2 separate regions of the Rattus norvegicus genome follow, and region 2 is linked to region 1. A link is a contact called in public Hi-C data. All regions are on one chromosome and are shown on one strand. The core of a region is the stretch at or near the end of the contact, and the rest is flanking DNA. Distances in the headings are between cores, read along the strand shown. Region 1 overlaps Nr6a1 (nuclear receptor subfamily 6, group A, member 1). Region 2 holds the start of Wdr38 (WD repeat domain 38).

Region 1 (6,846 bases), core at 2,578-5,077:
GAGAAAAAATAAACATGCTGCATTAAGTGGCAAGACAAACTGAATTCCAGGGTTAGAAGACTGCTACTGTGAAGTGGCCATTTGAGCCAGGGATAAAACACTGCCTCACAGGGCCAAGAGCCTCAGGTTACCCTGCACTGAAAAGAAGACAATTCTTCTGATAGGATCAGTGTAACTTAAAAGAAATCTCAGTAAAATTTTTGTTTTTTAAATAAGCTGATTCTAAACTGTACATGGACTTTTTAAAAACAAAACAAAAAACTAAGCCAAAATAACTTTGAAAAGGAAGAAAGGAAATACCCCTTAGTTTGAAGACACTGTGGCTTTTGTGAGAGGATTCAAAAAGATGAATAAAAAAAAAAAAACCCCGCAGATTAATTTTTTTTCTTTTTCTCTTTTCTTTTCTTTCATTTTTTTTCTTAAAAAAAACTTCAAAATATTCATTGAGACTTTGACAAGAAACAAATTTCCATATGAAAAAGATTTTGATTCCTACTTTATAAAACATGCCAAAATTATATATGAATGAATATAGTCCTAAACATGAATATAGTCCTAAAATCATAGTTTCTAAAAGAAAATGGAATTTGGTTAAACTAAGATTTCCTAGTGAAGATATAAGAATCAATAACAAAAGATTCCAAAAATAAGGTTTCATAAAAATTCACTGTATTAACATGTTAAAAATGAAAACAAAAACCATAGACTAGGAGAAAATATTCATACTACATATATCATGTCACAAACCCACAATATAAAAATGCCAACAATACAAAAAGTTTAATGTTTTTAGTGGTCAAGACTTGAGCCATTTAAAAAGATGATATAGGAATAACCAACAGGGTATGATAACATTACAAGAAATGCAGATTAAAAAAGCCTGTCCCATTACCATACTCATTAGAGTTCTAAAAATAAAAACCCTGACAATACCAATTACTTGCAAGCATATGAAAGTGGAATTCACATGGTACTAGAACTATAAAATGTAAAAATCATTTTGAAATACTGGTAACTCTATAAAAGAATCTAATGTGTATTTACCATATAAACCACCAATTTTTATTATGCCTTAGAGGATCAATAAGCATGTACGTATACAAAATTTTGTATAAGCCCAGGTGTCAACAGAGGAATTACCTGTGACAGTGTCAGCAGAATACTACTCAGCAATAAATAAAAAGAAATGAACTACTGGGCTAGGGAGGTGGCTCACTGTGTAAAGTCCTTTCACATCAAGCCTAACAACCTGAGTTCAAATCCTGGATCAACCCGGTGCAAGGAGAGAACAGACTCCCACAAATTTGTCCTCTGAACTCCATATGTACACCCTGACACATTCACTCCCTCAATATTAAACAAATAAATATTAAAAAGTAGTAAAAAAAAAAAGGAAAGGAAGGGAAGAGAAGAGAAGGGGAGGAAAGAGAGAGGGAGAGAAATGAACTATTAACATGTGCATCAGGATTACAGTAAAAAATATTGGGCTATAGACACACAAAAGAGCAAATGTGTGTGACATTATGCATGTAAGACTGGAGAACAAGAATTAAGAAGTTACTAGATTTTAGGGATTAACTAGTGGATCAAAATGAGAAAAAGCATAAGGAAATTTGAAGATGGATTACAAAGATTAACAACCTTGTGAACACTGCTTCATTTACATTTTCAGATAGGAACATTTCTTTGTATGAAAATTTCATATCTCAATTTTAAAAAGATACAGTGAATGAGGGCTTCAGGATTACATAGAGCAGCTCTACCACTTACCAGGTATATGGCCTTGGCCAAGTGTTAAACCATCAGTCTCCCCATCTGCAAAGCAAAAAGAACTAGAGTTGAGAATAACTGCACAGAGCTGCTAAGTAAACAAGTAATACATTAATGACATAATACAGTAAATATTCATTAAATATTAACAAAAAAGTCAGAAATTTTATTCCCATATTTCAGCTATGGAGAAAGATTCAGGAATACCTAGTGGGTAAACATTGGTAACTTACATAACCTACCAGTACTTGTGTTTTACAGTAAAACCTAGCAAGTTTTACGGTTCATTCAGTTTTAAGGTTTCGGGAGATGTCAGCATGCAAACTTCTGCTTGTGTGTTCTCTTTTCTAACATGGCCTGATGTATTTCAGGCTGGCCTGGAATTTACTGTGCATCCCAAATGATCCTGAACTACTGATTCTCATGCCTCTACCTTCCATATTCCGAGATTACAGGTTATGTGTCAGTTCATGTATTTTCAAATGCACCATGAACTCCAACAGGGTCACTTTCAGCAGTTAACCCTGTAATTGCCAGTATAAGTCATCTCATATTAAAAGTGTTCCATTTATTCTTCCTTTTCTTCTCTTCTCTTTTTGAGACAGGATGTCACTCTGTGCCCCTGGCTGGCCCACCAGCCTCTGTGCACTGCCACCAAGGCCAACCCCCATTGTTGCCAGTACTAGGTTCAAGTTTCCTGACAAAAAATAGGAGGCCAGGGGCCTGGAGAGATGGCTCAGTGGTTAAGAGCACTGACTGGACTGCTCTTCAAAAGGTCCTGAGTTCAATTCTCACAACCATCTGTAATGGGATCCAATGCCCTCTCCTGGTGTGTCTGAAGACAGCTACAGTGTACTTACATACATAATAAATAAATAGATCTTTAAAAAAAAATTGAAAACCAATTCTGGAAGTGGGGCTGTAAGTAGTCATTTTAGGCTTTAAGTTTTTGTTTACATTGTGAGTGTGTGTGTGCTTGTATGTGCACATACATGTATACATATATGCATGTACATGTCAAGGTATGCATGTGTAGGTCAAAGGACAACTTGAGGGAGCTGGCTCTCTCCTTCCACCACGTGGGTTACAGACACTGAATTCAGAAGGCCAGGGTTTGCGACAAGCCACTTTACCTGGCTGAGCCATCTCACTGATCTATTCTAGCCTTTTTGAATGTTCCTTCCTCAGAGAAAGTTCAAAAGAAAAGAATTCTGGCTTGGTATGACTGACAGACACATATAATTCTACCACTTAGGAGGCTAAGGTAAGAAAATCTTGAGTTAAAGCCAGCCCTGACAACAGAGTTATCAAGATCAGCCCAGCTACATAAAATTCCTCCTCAAAAAATAAAATAAAAAATAAATAAAAATTGAGGGAGAGGAAGGTAAAAATGAATGCATATAATCTGGATGTGAAGCCTGTGCTCTAAGAGAGCCAGAGCTAAGGCTTGAAATTATTTGGCAGAATATTTTCAGAAACTTGGCGGCTGAAAAGGGAACCAATTTTTTCATTAAAACTATATTCTATTTTTCTTAATCATAAAAGATTCTTACTTTGAAAAAGTTAAAATGGTGGATGTGGTAGTGGACTCCTTTGAGCCTGGCACTTGAGAGGCAAAAAAATGAATAATAGCTCACTGAGTTAGAGGCCAGCCTAGTCTTCCAAGTGAAAAACCAAAAACTAAAGTGAAAGACCACAACAGGATGAGAAAAATTCTCACGCATTCTGATACCAAGTTATTGAACTCAAACAACCATTTTCAGCTTTTTAAAACACATGAGGGCCAGAGATGACTCAGTGGGTAAAAGCAGGTGACACACAGCCTGATGACATGCAAAGGATCCCTGGGACCCACCCAAAGCCAGAAGGAAAGCATCAACCCCACAAAGCTGTCCTCTGACCTTCACGAATTTGCCTTGGCAGATGTGCCACTGGTCATCACACCCAGACACGGGGTTGTCTCAGCTCCCCATCATACACATGGACACAGGGTTGTCTCAAACTGTTACAATACTGCTCCCACAGGAAAAAAAATAATTGCTAAAATCTAGCCTCACATTTTTTTTTACATTCCTTCTTAGTCATCCATTACAAATCTCCAAGCATTCCCTGCACCCACCAGATAGTAACAGGCATCCATGGCTATACAAGGACTCAGCAATTGCCTTTGAATCCAACTATCTTTTCACCAATTGTAAACAAGCCCTAAACTCTTGGCTCCATAGAGAATGCCTACAAGTCAGTATAAACTCTGAAACAGGGGCAGAGGTCAAGTGACTGGGAGAGTTCAGCCTGAACTGTCAATCTCATCCCACCCCCACCTTGTTCAAAAGAATCCTATCAGAAAGCACCTCCCAGCAAAAGGCCACATTCGGGAGACCTGATGTGGCAGCATTGCTACATCCTAAGCTGGGGCTTTAGAAGCACAGGGGAACTGCTAAAGTCAGGAACCACCTAATCACCAAGTGAATGCTATGGAGGAGGAGACATTAAGGGAAAACAGGGAGACTTACAAATTTATCTTAATATGCTTTAGAAAAGGAGACTCCTTTAAGGAAATGCCTCCATGAGATCCAGCTGTAAGACATTTTCTCAATTAGTGTTCAGTGAAGTACAGCCCAGCCTATGATGGGTGGGGCCGCTCCTGGGCTGGTGGTCCTGGGTTCTATAAGAAAGCAGGTTAAGCAAGTCATGTGAATCGGGTCAGTAAGCAGCACCCCTCCACGGCCTCTGCATCAACTCCTGCTTCCAGCCCTGCTTGATTTCTTGTCCTAACTTCCTCCAGTAATGAACTATGATCTGAAAGTGTAAGCTAAATAAACCTGTTCCTCCTCAGCTTGCTTTTTGGTCATGGTGTTTCATCACAGCAAAACAAAATACCCTAAGACAGCCTCTGACCTCCACACATGTGCTGTAGCACACACAAAATGAGATAAAATAACTATTTTTTTTTAAAAATAACATTTATCTTTCTTTTCTTAATATCTACTATTCAATTTTATATTAATTATCTGCAGACAATGGTTGGACCTATCTGTGCTACCTGCACACTTTTCTAAGGCTTATTTTATGTTTGTGGAGATTTTTGTCTGCATGTATATATGGGCACCATGTGCGGACACTGCATGCAGGAGAGTCAGAAGAGGATATCAGATCCCTTGGAACTGAAGTTACAGATGGTTGTGACCTGGCATGTGGATATTGGGAATTGAACCTGGGTCCTGTGGAAGAATAGATAGTATTCTTAACCACTAGTACAGCACCTGTACTACTTTTTAATACCAAAAGTTATGATATATTGCCAGGTTTGGTGATACATATCTTTATTCCAAGCACTTGGAAGCAGAGGTAGGTGGATCTCTGAGTTCCACCAGCTTGGGACTACATTCATGCAGGCAAAACACTAATGCACATAAGGTAAAAGTAAAATAAATTAAAAACGAAAGTAAGTTGGTAAGAAAACCTAGGTTAAACCCACAATATACAGTGTTTTAAAAATAATGATCAAATTTTAAATAGTGCAAAATCTTTCCTGAATATGCTATTAAACCTTACTGGGATGGTTTGTATATGCCTGGCCCAGTTTTAGAGTAGGCGTGTCACTGTGGGTGTGGGATTTAAGACCATCCTAGCTGCCTGGTAGACGGTATTCTGCTAGCAGCCTTCAGATGAAGATGTAAAACTCTCAGCTCCTCCTGCACCATGCCTGCCTGGATGCTACCATGTTCTTACCTTGATGATAATGGACTGAACCTCTGAACCTGTAAGCCAGCCCCAATTAAATGTTGTCCTTTATAAGAGTTGCCTTGCTCACAGTGTCTGTTCACAGCAGTGAACCCTAACTAAGACACTTGGCCATTAATCAATAGAACATGTATAATATGAATACTTTTAAAAATAATCTGATAGTTAACTTCTTCAGGCTATTAAGAAGTTAAGTAAATGAGTAATTGATAATTTATCCTATGCTGGAGGAATGATGACAAATCCCCTATGAGCCAAATGGTAAAAAACAAAAATGCCAAAATGTTCAATAGTTCATCAGCCTGTGGGATGAGGTAATGGGTGAGGCAGGTACAAGATAGAAGGAGGCCTGTCATTGGACGAGAAGGAAGGATGGGCAGGAGAAAAGTTTGAAGGAAGAGAAGGAGACTGGAATGGAAAGGAGGAAGAGACAGGAGGGAAAGGGAGAGAAGCCATGGCAGGACAATATGGGAGGTGATGTTAAGATTCCACACTGTACCTTTACAGGTTGTTACAAATGTTTTTAAGGGATAGATGTGTATTGGGCTTTGTATGTTTAGGTGGGCAATTATACCTTATCAATTAGATCAAAGGTTATTGTGTTGTATGTTTTCATGCAACAATTTAAGTGTAAGAAAGTGTGCGGCGGCTGGTCTGGGCTACCACAGAGTTGGGATGTGTGTTTCCAGCATGGAAACCTGCCTTGGGAGCTAGATAGGTAGAGAGATTGCTGCCAGGCTCAGAGAGAGGCCTTTGGCAGTGTGATATGGGATGGAGCAGAGCAGGTAAGACGCTTTGCTGACTGAGAATTAAGACATCCAGCAGTTATCTTGGGGCACTGCAGTAGCAGACCTAGAGTGGGTAAAAGACAGCCTTTTATTTTTTTATATTTTTACAACAGCATCATCCTGTACAAATAAACTATTTCTGTGAAGCAGTAACATATGCTAATGTGTAGAATGGCTCATGTTTATGTCATTAAATAACATGGGTTAATGGAGAGATGGCACAACGATTAAGAACTGAGCTCTTCCAGAGGACTTGGGTTCAATTCTCAGCACCAACATGGTGGCTCACAACTGTCTATGACTCCAGTTCCAGGGGATCTGATGCCCTCACACCAATGCACATAAAATAAAATTAAATAATTTATTTTTTTAAAAACATGGCTTGAATTACCCTAGATGCCTAGAACAAATGAAACTCAAGACGGATGATCAAAATGTGAATGCTTCACTCCTTCTTTAAAAGGGGAACAAGAATACCCTTGGCAGGGAATAGAGAGGCAAAGATTAAAACAGAGACTGAAGGAACACCCATTCAGAGCCTGCC
Region 2 (6,846 bases), core at 2,618-5,117, 120 kb after region 1:
CTCAGGAGTGAGGGAGCCGCTGATGCCCACTGGCGTCACTGAGAGCTCCTAGACTTGCCCTGGCCCTGGCTCTTCCAGAGGCAAGCCCTCACTCTGGCTCTGGGCTTTCCTGCTGACTTGCTCATTGGAAAGTGACCGCAAGTTCCTGGGCCTAAAGACTCGAGGCTTCTCTTTTGCAGAGGAGAGTGACATGTCTTTACCTTCTATGACACGGAACATGCTTGTGTGGTGAGTTGCAGGGCAGGGGACACAGAGAGACTTAAGAAAAACCACAGCACTGACTGAAAGAAAGGCGTGGAGGGACACACTTTTGAGAAGATAAGTGGCATGAAATGCCTCTCATGACCTTCCTAGGAGTTGCTAGGGGTGATGGATGTGGGGAAGGCATTCTGGACCCCAGGAACAGCCAGACACAGAATGTTTCAGAAACAGGGTTTTGGATCCGAGTCCTACAGACACTTCGGCAGGGTCTGAGTTATCCCCATTACTATGATCTCATCGGAGTCCCCAGAGACTACACCTGACCAAATCCAGGGCCTGCTTACCTTACAGGGGTCACAAAACCCCTGGCTGCCAGGCCCCTCTATACATCACTAGTGACCCCAGATGTGTGCTCAGTAGGAAGGACAATTTGGAAATCTATGTCTAGAAGAAGGTTTCCCTAAAGTTTCTAAGCAGTTCTGCAGATTAGTCACCAACTCTAAGAGGTAGCATGCCACTGCGTCCTAGCAGACAAGCCAGAGAGAACTTTGGTTTCTTAAAAACCGTTATATTATGCAAATGTTTTTGTTTTAATTCCAGGGGTGGGATAAGAGGCTGCTTCACAGCAGGTGATTATGATTTGCCTAGTAGGGGCGTGGTTTTTGTCAGCTGTAGATAGTTTCATTCTGGGGACTCTGGAGAGGGTAGAAATGGGAGAGCCATGAGAGGACCTGTCGAAGTTGCTGCTGTCCCTGCTGCTTGCTGGTTCCTTCTGTTTTGGCTTGTCAAGTGGTTGTGACCAAGGAGACAAGAAGAAGTTTGAGATATCCTGACGATGAAGATTGGGCCAACCCCAAGGTCCCCAATCCCCCTAATCCTTAGGAAGTAGTTTAAAGAGGTCTTTGAGTCCTTTCCCCTCTAACCTTCTATCTCTCCTACCTAGTGTTCTGGGGTTAGAAGAGATTAGTGTGGAATAAAGATTGGAAGGGTGGTAGATATTAAGAACTCAATAAAATGGCTAAAAGTAATATGTCAACAGCAAACCTCAGAGGACTTACTTTACATATGAAGGGACCAAGGCACAGCTTCCTGGGCACCTTGTCCATCACTGCTCTAACAGCATGGGTGTAGGGAAAAGGGAGGCTAATGCCCCAGGAGGTGGGACTTGTGCTGCACGGGACCTGGGTAAGTCGGTAGGGTGCTGTGTTGGCTATTTTACATCAACTTGACTTGATTCAGTTAGAGTTATCTGAAAGGAGGGAACCTCCCTGGAGAAAATGCCCCCCATAAGATCTGGCTGTATGCAAGCCTGAAGGGTATTCTCATAATTGGTGATTGACACAGGAGGGCCTCTATCTTAGGCTAAAAAGCTGTTTTACTGACTGGAGAGATGGGTCAGCGCTTAAGAGCACCGACTGCTTTTCCACAGGTCCTGAGTTCAAATCACACAACCATATGGTGGCTCACAGCCATCTGTAATGAGATCTGGTGCCCTCTTCTGGTGGGTCTGAAGACAGCTACAGTGTACTTATATATAATAAATAAATAAATCTTAAAAAAACCTGTCTTACAGTAAAGACAAACTAGGTTCATTTCTGCTTATGATTAAATCTATTTCTCAAGGATTGGGCTATGTCACATCTGTAACCTTAACTACAAATGTTCTGTACTGCCTGCTCCAGGAGTGGCAATCGTATTTATTTTTAAAAGTTGTTTATAACCATCTTGCAACCCTACCTTTGTTTCAAAGGTTATGACCACCCATGACTACCTTGTTATGAGTACCTGTTAGGTCTATCTTCTTATGTCCACCTTGAGACCGTGTCTTTGTTCCAGGAGGTCACTGGGACTAACTTGTTATATTTATAGTCTACTCCTGTAACCCCCATCCCCTTTGCCTGCCAAATCCCCCACTTGGAAAGCCTCTACCCTGAGCTATAGAAGCCTCAACTTCCTCACATCTAATGTTGACTTCTCCTCCCTTGCCTTGGGGGGAGGCAGCTGTGTTCATGAATTTAAAAAAAAAAAAAAAGCTTGCTTTAATAATTACTTGCTTTAATTAATTTGACCTTGATGGTTTGGGTCGGTGGTCTTTTTCCTTCCATCTTTGGGATTAACACCAGCCCACTGTGGATTGCACCATCCTTAGGCAAGGTAGCTCTGGGTTCTATAAAGAAGCAGACTTAGAAAACCATGACGAGCAAGTTAGTCAGCAGCACTCCTTCATGGCCTCTACATCAGTTTCTTCCTTCAGGTTCCTGTCCTGTTTTGAGTTCCTTTCCTGACTTCAATGATGGGACTACTATGTGGAAGAATAAGCCAAATAAACCCTTTGCTCCCCATTTTGCTTTCGGTCACGGTAATACTAAGCCTAAGTAGGATAGGTAGGGGTGCTGTAGAGAAGCTGAGGACACAGTCCAGTGAATGTGCCCATGGTACAAAGGAGCAGTCAGGCGGCTAGGGAATGTGTGGGCATGGGCGTTGATGCGTGAGTAGAGAAGAAAGGGGGGTGGGGGGGTAGGGAATTCTGAGGGCTGTGTCTGAGAGTCATGGCTTTGGGGGCGGCGCCTTTCTGATCTCAGCACAGACAGGTCTTCAAGGAGCCAACTCAGTGATTTGGACCCTCTGGGAGTGTGGATGAGGGTGGCCCAGCTCAAAGCTGCCACTGTCGCCTCCATACACGTCTCACTGTCTAGGACTAAAATAGAGCCGAATAGAATGATCCCGTGAGAAGATTCTGGCAAAGGACTATGGGAAAAGGGGCATGAGTCACGCTGGGAATCCTTGAATTTGACACTCCCAAAGTTCTGCTGCCCTAGCCAACACCATTGGGCCTCCCACATCTGTCCGTGCCCACTTTGGTCTGGTTGGGAAGCTGGCAGGCTTGGTTCTGGTCTCAGCTCTGTTCTGTCATGGAGGAACTAAGTCACTTGCCCATGCCTCATCCCCCGGGAGCCTGTTTCTCAGAGGTACCAGAAATAAGAGACCTCAGACATCTGCTGTGAGGGCTCTGGTAATTAATGAGCTAAGGGACCAAACCCAGGATCAGCACTACAATCCGCCTCTGTATTTCTCTAGAACTCAGTTTCCTCACCTGTAAAGGTCTGTTTGTAGGTTTCGGGTCAAGAAATCCATGTATGATCCTGAGAGCCCCTGGGACCTCCCTCCCGCACCTTCAACCTCAGCTGGCACAGTAATGAACATTAGCCAAGACCTTTTTTAAAGCCCTGTACTAGGCACACTCTGCCTCCTGCTCCTTGCACCCTGGAGGTAAAGGCGGATGCCAGCCACTCCTGGCCAGAAGCCTGGCTCCTCGTGGGTACTATCACGCGCTAGGCTCTCACTTGTTTGATTTAACTACGGATTGTGCGGCGGTAAATAGGATCCTGTCCTGAGAGAGGAAGGAATCCGTGGGGGCGGTGCTATTGTAGTCTCAGTTCGCGGGGCCGGCGCGCCCTCTAGAGGCCATTCTGCTTAGAGTCTTGCTCGACGGCCAGAGGGGCTCCCGATCTGGCCAGCCGGGCGATTCCAAAGTTGGTGTCTCCTGCCACTTTCTGTAACCTAAAAGCGCTGGCCTCACTACAGCCTTCCATAGAGGCAGCTCAGAGACCTTCCCCACTGCGGCTGCGCCGCCCCGCCCCATTGCCATGGAGACTGCTTGTACACAGTTTCCCTTCCCCTTCTACCGAGGCCCCTCCAACGGGACTGGTGCCCGCTTAGGAGGGAGCCCTCCCGGTTCTGGAGCGGGCTCCCATGAACATCAGAGCTCCAACAAAATTGGCCGTGGGCAGAGTGAGGTTCTACGGTCAACACCACGGGGAGGTGAGGCCTCGGGCTCTACACAGGCTTAGTGGGGTCAGGTCCCAACACAAGACTAGACCCTAGGTTTGTTTGTTTTTCTTTTTCGTTATGAGACAGGGTTTCACTACGTGGCTTGCCTTGAACAGAGATCCATCTGCCTCTGCCTCCCCTGATGCTGGGATCAAAAATGTGCATCATGATTTCTTCTACCTTGGACTCAAGGCTTAGGGTTGACTTTGAACTTGTCAATTTTTGTCCTAGAACTTGCTTTTGCATGGACCTGGAGTTAATGGACCCACCCGGGGCTCCTGGGCAGATTAGGGATGGTTAGAGCTGAGGGGACAAATAACTTCTGACAGGCACAGGACCACTTTTGCCCTGTACTTTCAGGTCAACTGCTCTGCCTTCTCCCCTGATGGCCGGAACCTGATCACAGCCTCAGATGATGGTTGTGTGTATGTATGGGGGACGAAGAGTGGGCGACTGCTGTGGAGACTGGCAGGCCACAAAGGTGGGGCTCAGGCACCTTACTGGAGAGAGCCAAGACTCTGTGCTGACATTCTGAGCCTACCTTAGTGACACAAGACTTTGAGGGAAGAGGGTTGGAGCAAGTTCAGCAGAGGCACCTGGGTAGGGTGATACTAAACCTAATACTTAGGGGGTCAGTCCTGAGAGACTCAAATCTTATTTCTTAAACTCTAGACATGCAGTCCAATAGCACAAAAACTCATATTGAGAAGTCACCCCCCAGTGGAGTAAATGTTTGCTAGGCTTATTCCAGTTAGCCTCATGTCTTCAAAGTCGCCTGTGGCGCTGCACATGTGAAGTGCTTTTGTTTTTTTTTGTTTTTTTTTTTTTTCCCGGAGCTGGGGACCGAACCCAGGGCCTTGTGCTTCCTAGGTAAGCGCTCTACCACTGAGCTAAATCCCCAGCCCCTGCTTTTGGTTTTAGTACCTCAACCATTTATCACAGGACTTCAGCAAGCGAGGTGCCTGACTTGTTAAGACATATGAAGCAGTGATGGTAGGGTGAGCACACCTAAGACAGTTCAGGCCAGAGCCCAAAAGCCTACTGGGGCAGTGGGAGTACGGTGCTGGGAGGAGATATTTGGGTTTGATGATAGCCAAGATGGGCAAACTGAGATCCAGCTGATCCCAGCTCAGGCCAGGCCCCATGGTTGGAACTACAGATGACAAGTCTGGACTTGGAGGGGGGGAAAAACCCCATGTGTTCTCTGCCTCAGGCCCAGTGAAGTCTTGCCGTTTCTCTCCCGATGGCCGCCTCGTTGCCAGCTCCTCCTGTGACCACACCATCCGCCTGTGGGATGTGGCAAAAGCCAAATGCCTGCATGTGCTGAAAGGTGAGGATTCATTTTGACCAGGAGCCACACTGGCTCCTTTGTGGACTTTGTCCCATCCGCTTTCCCACTTTTGGGCTGCTGTCTGTAGGTCACCAGAGGAGTGTGGAAACTGTCAGCTTCAGCCCTGACTCAAAGCAGCTGGCATCAGGTGGCTGGGACAAGAGGGTGATTCTCTGGGAAGTGCAGGTATGACGGGGCCTAGGTCAGAGGGGACCAAATGCACCCTTTGCTCTTAGTGGTTCCCTACTCTCCACACCATCAGGTACCTAAAAATTGGGTCCCAGCTGGCATTGTCCTTCCTCCTGCTGTTGCATGGCCTGGGCTGCCTCAGACCCACAGTCTAGTTAGGGAGCACCCAGGCCCCTCCACCTCTGCAGCTCAGACTCTCTCTACAGTCCGGCCGCAATGTGCGCTTCTTGCCTGGGCATTGTGATTCCATCCAGAGCAGTGACTTCTCTCCAACCTCGGATTCTCTGGTGAGCTTTGCTCCTTCACGCACGCCCTGAGTCAGTGACCATCTGAGTGGTAAGGGCTGTTTCATACATTACTGTCCACAGGCCACTGGCTCCTGGGACTCGACTGTGCACATCTGGGACTTGCGGGCATCAAGCCCAGCTGTCTCCTTCCGTAATTTGGAGGGCCACACTGGCAACATCAGCTGCTTGAAGTACTCAGCATCTGGCCTCTTGGTGAGCTAGACTAACTGGGGCTCCAGGGCAGTCCCTATTTGCCTCAAAGGGTACAGGCCTCTGAGGTGGGGGTCACTGAGCTCAGGGATGTTTGTTTAGGCATCTGGCTCCTGGGACAAGACAGTCCGCATCTGGAAGCCCACAACCAACAACCTGCTTCTGCAGCTCAGGGGCCACGCCACCTGGGTCAATAGCCTAGCCTTCTCTCCCGATGAGCTAAAGCTGGCCAGTGCTGGTTACTCTCGTATGGTAAGCAACCCCTTCAGAAAAACCTCAGCCTCACCTTGCCAGAGTTTTCAGCCATACTAGAAATGTCTATGCATAACAAAGGCAAAGACAAGATCCAGATACTGACCTCTAGTGACCTAAAGGCCAGCAGCATAAAGGACCAGGCGGCCCCACAGCTGTGGCACCAACACTGCAGAACTGTGAACTCTTCACCTTGTCTGCAGACATACTTGGGCCTTGGGGGACTGATACCTCAACTCTATTGCCTGTTTTTACTTCCAGGTCAAAGTCTGGGACTGCCTCACAGGGAAATGCCTTGAGACCCTAAAGGTAAGGCACCAGGGTCAGTACCAAGACCCTTGCAGAGTGACGGGTAGGACTCACTAACCTGACTCTGACACTGTGTTACTGACAGGGCATGCTGGATGTGGCCCATGCCTGCATTTTCACTCCAAATGGCAAACTCTTAGTGTCAGGGATTGCTGACGCGACAAGATGACAAGTCTGCTGAAAGTCAAGAACTTCATCCATGTAACTTACCCACAGGCCTAAGGTAACTAAGCCACC

The links. A called contact is a pair of places that touch in the nucleus more often than the background predicts.
Region 2: a Hi-C map of the A7r5 cell line shows a contact between it and region 1, with 4 times the contacts expected there. The contact joins the promoter of Wdr38 here to the enhancer-like site in region 1. A contact is called at or near these places in 4 of 12 Hi-C or Micro-C datasets (the A7r5 cell line, the Rat2 cell line, Schwann cells and 1 more).

What each region holds. Positions count from the first base shown.
Region 1 is chr3:43,037,979-43,044,824 of GRCr8, forward strand. It overlaps Nr6a1 (nuclear receptor subfamily 6, group A, member 1), which reads right to left. Exons shown (of 11, transcript NM_001100861.1): 3 at 1,771-1,815. LOC120101539 (a long non-coding RNA gene) reads left to right here. Exons shown (of 3, transcript XR_010064778.1): 3 at 1-6,846. Among named protein-coding and RNA genes, the nearest start is that of Mir181b2, 15 kb to the left of the region's middle. Within about 2 kb of position 3,828, at least 7 of the 93 cell types and tissues checked have an H3K27ac peak or open chromatin away from gene starts, as enhancers often do. A contact at or near this core is called in the A7r5 cell line, where this site is marked.
Region 2 is chr3:43,155,989-43,162,834 of GRCr8, forward strand. It overlaps Wdr38 (WD repeat domain 38), which reads left to right and starts at 3,868. Exons shown (of 9, transcript NM_001399335.1): 1 at 3,868-4,023; 2 at 4,393-4,513; 3 at 5,246-5,362; 4 at 5,451-5,548; 5 at 5,758-5,838; 6 at 5,920-6,051; 7 at 6,151-6,300; 8 at 6,562-6,609; 9 at 6,695-6,846. The coding sequence starts at 3,955. The coding sequence ends at 6,778.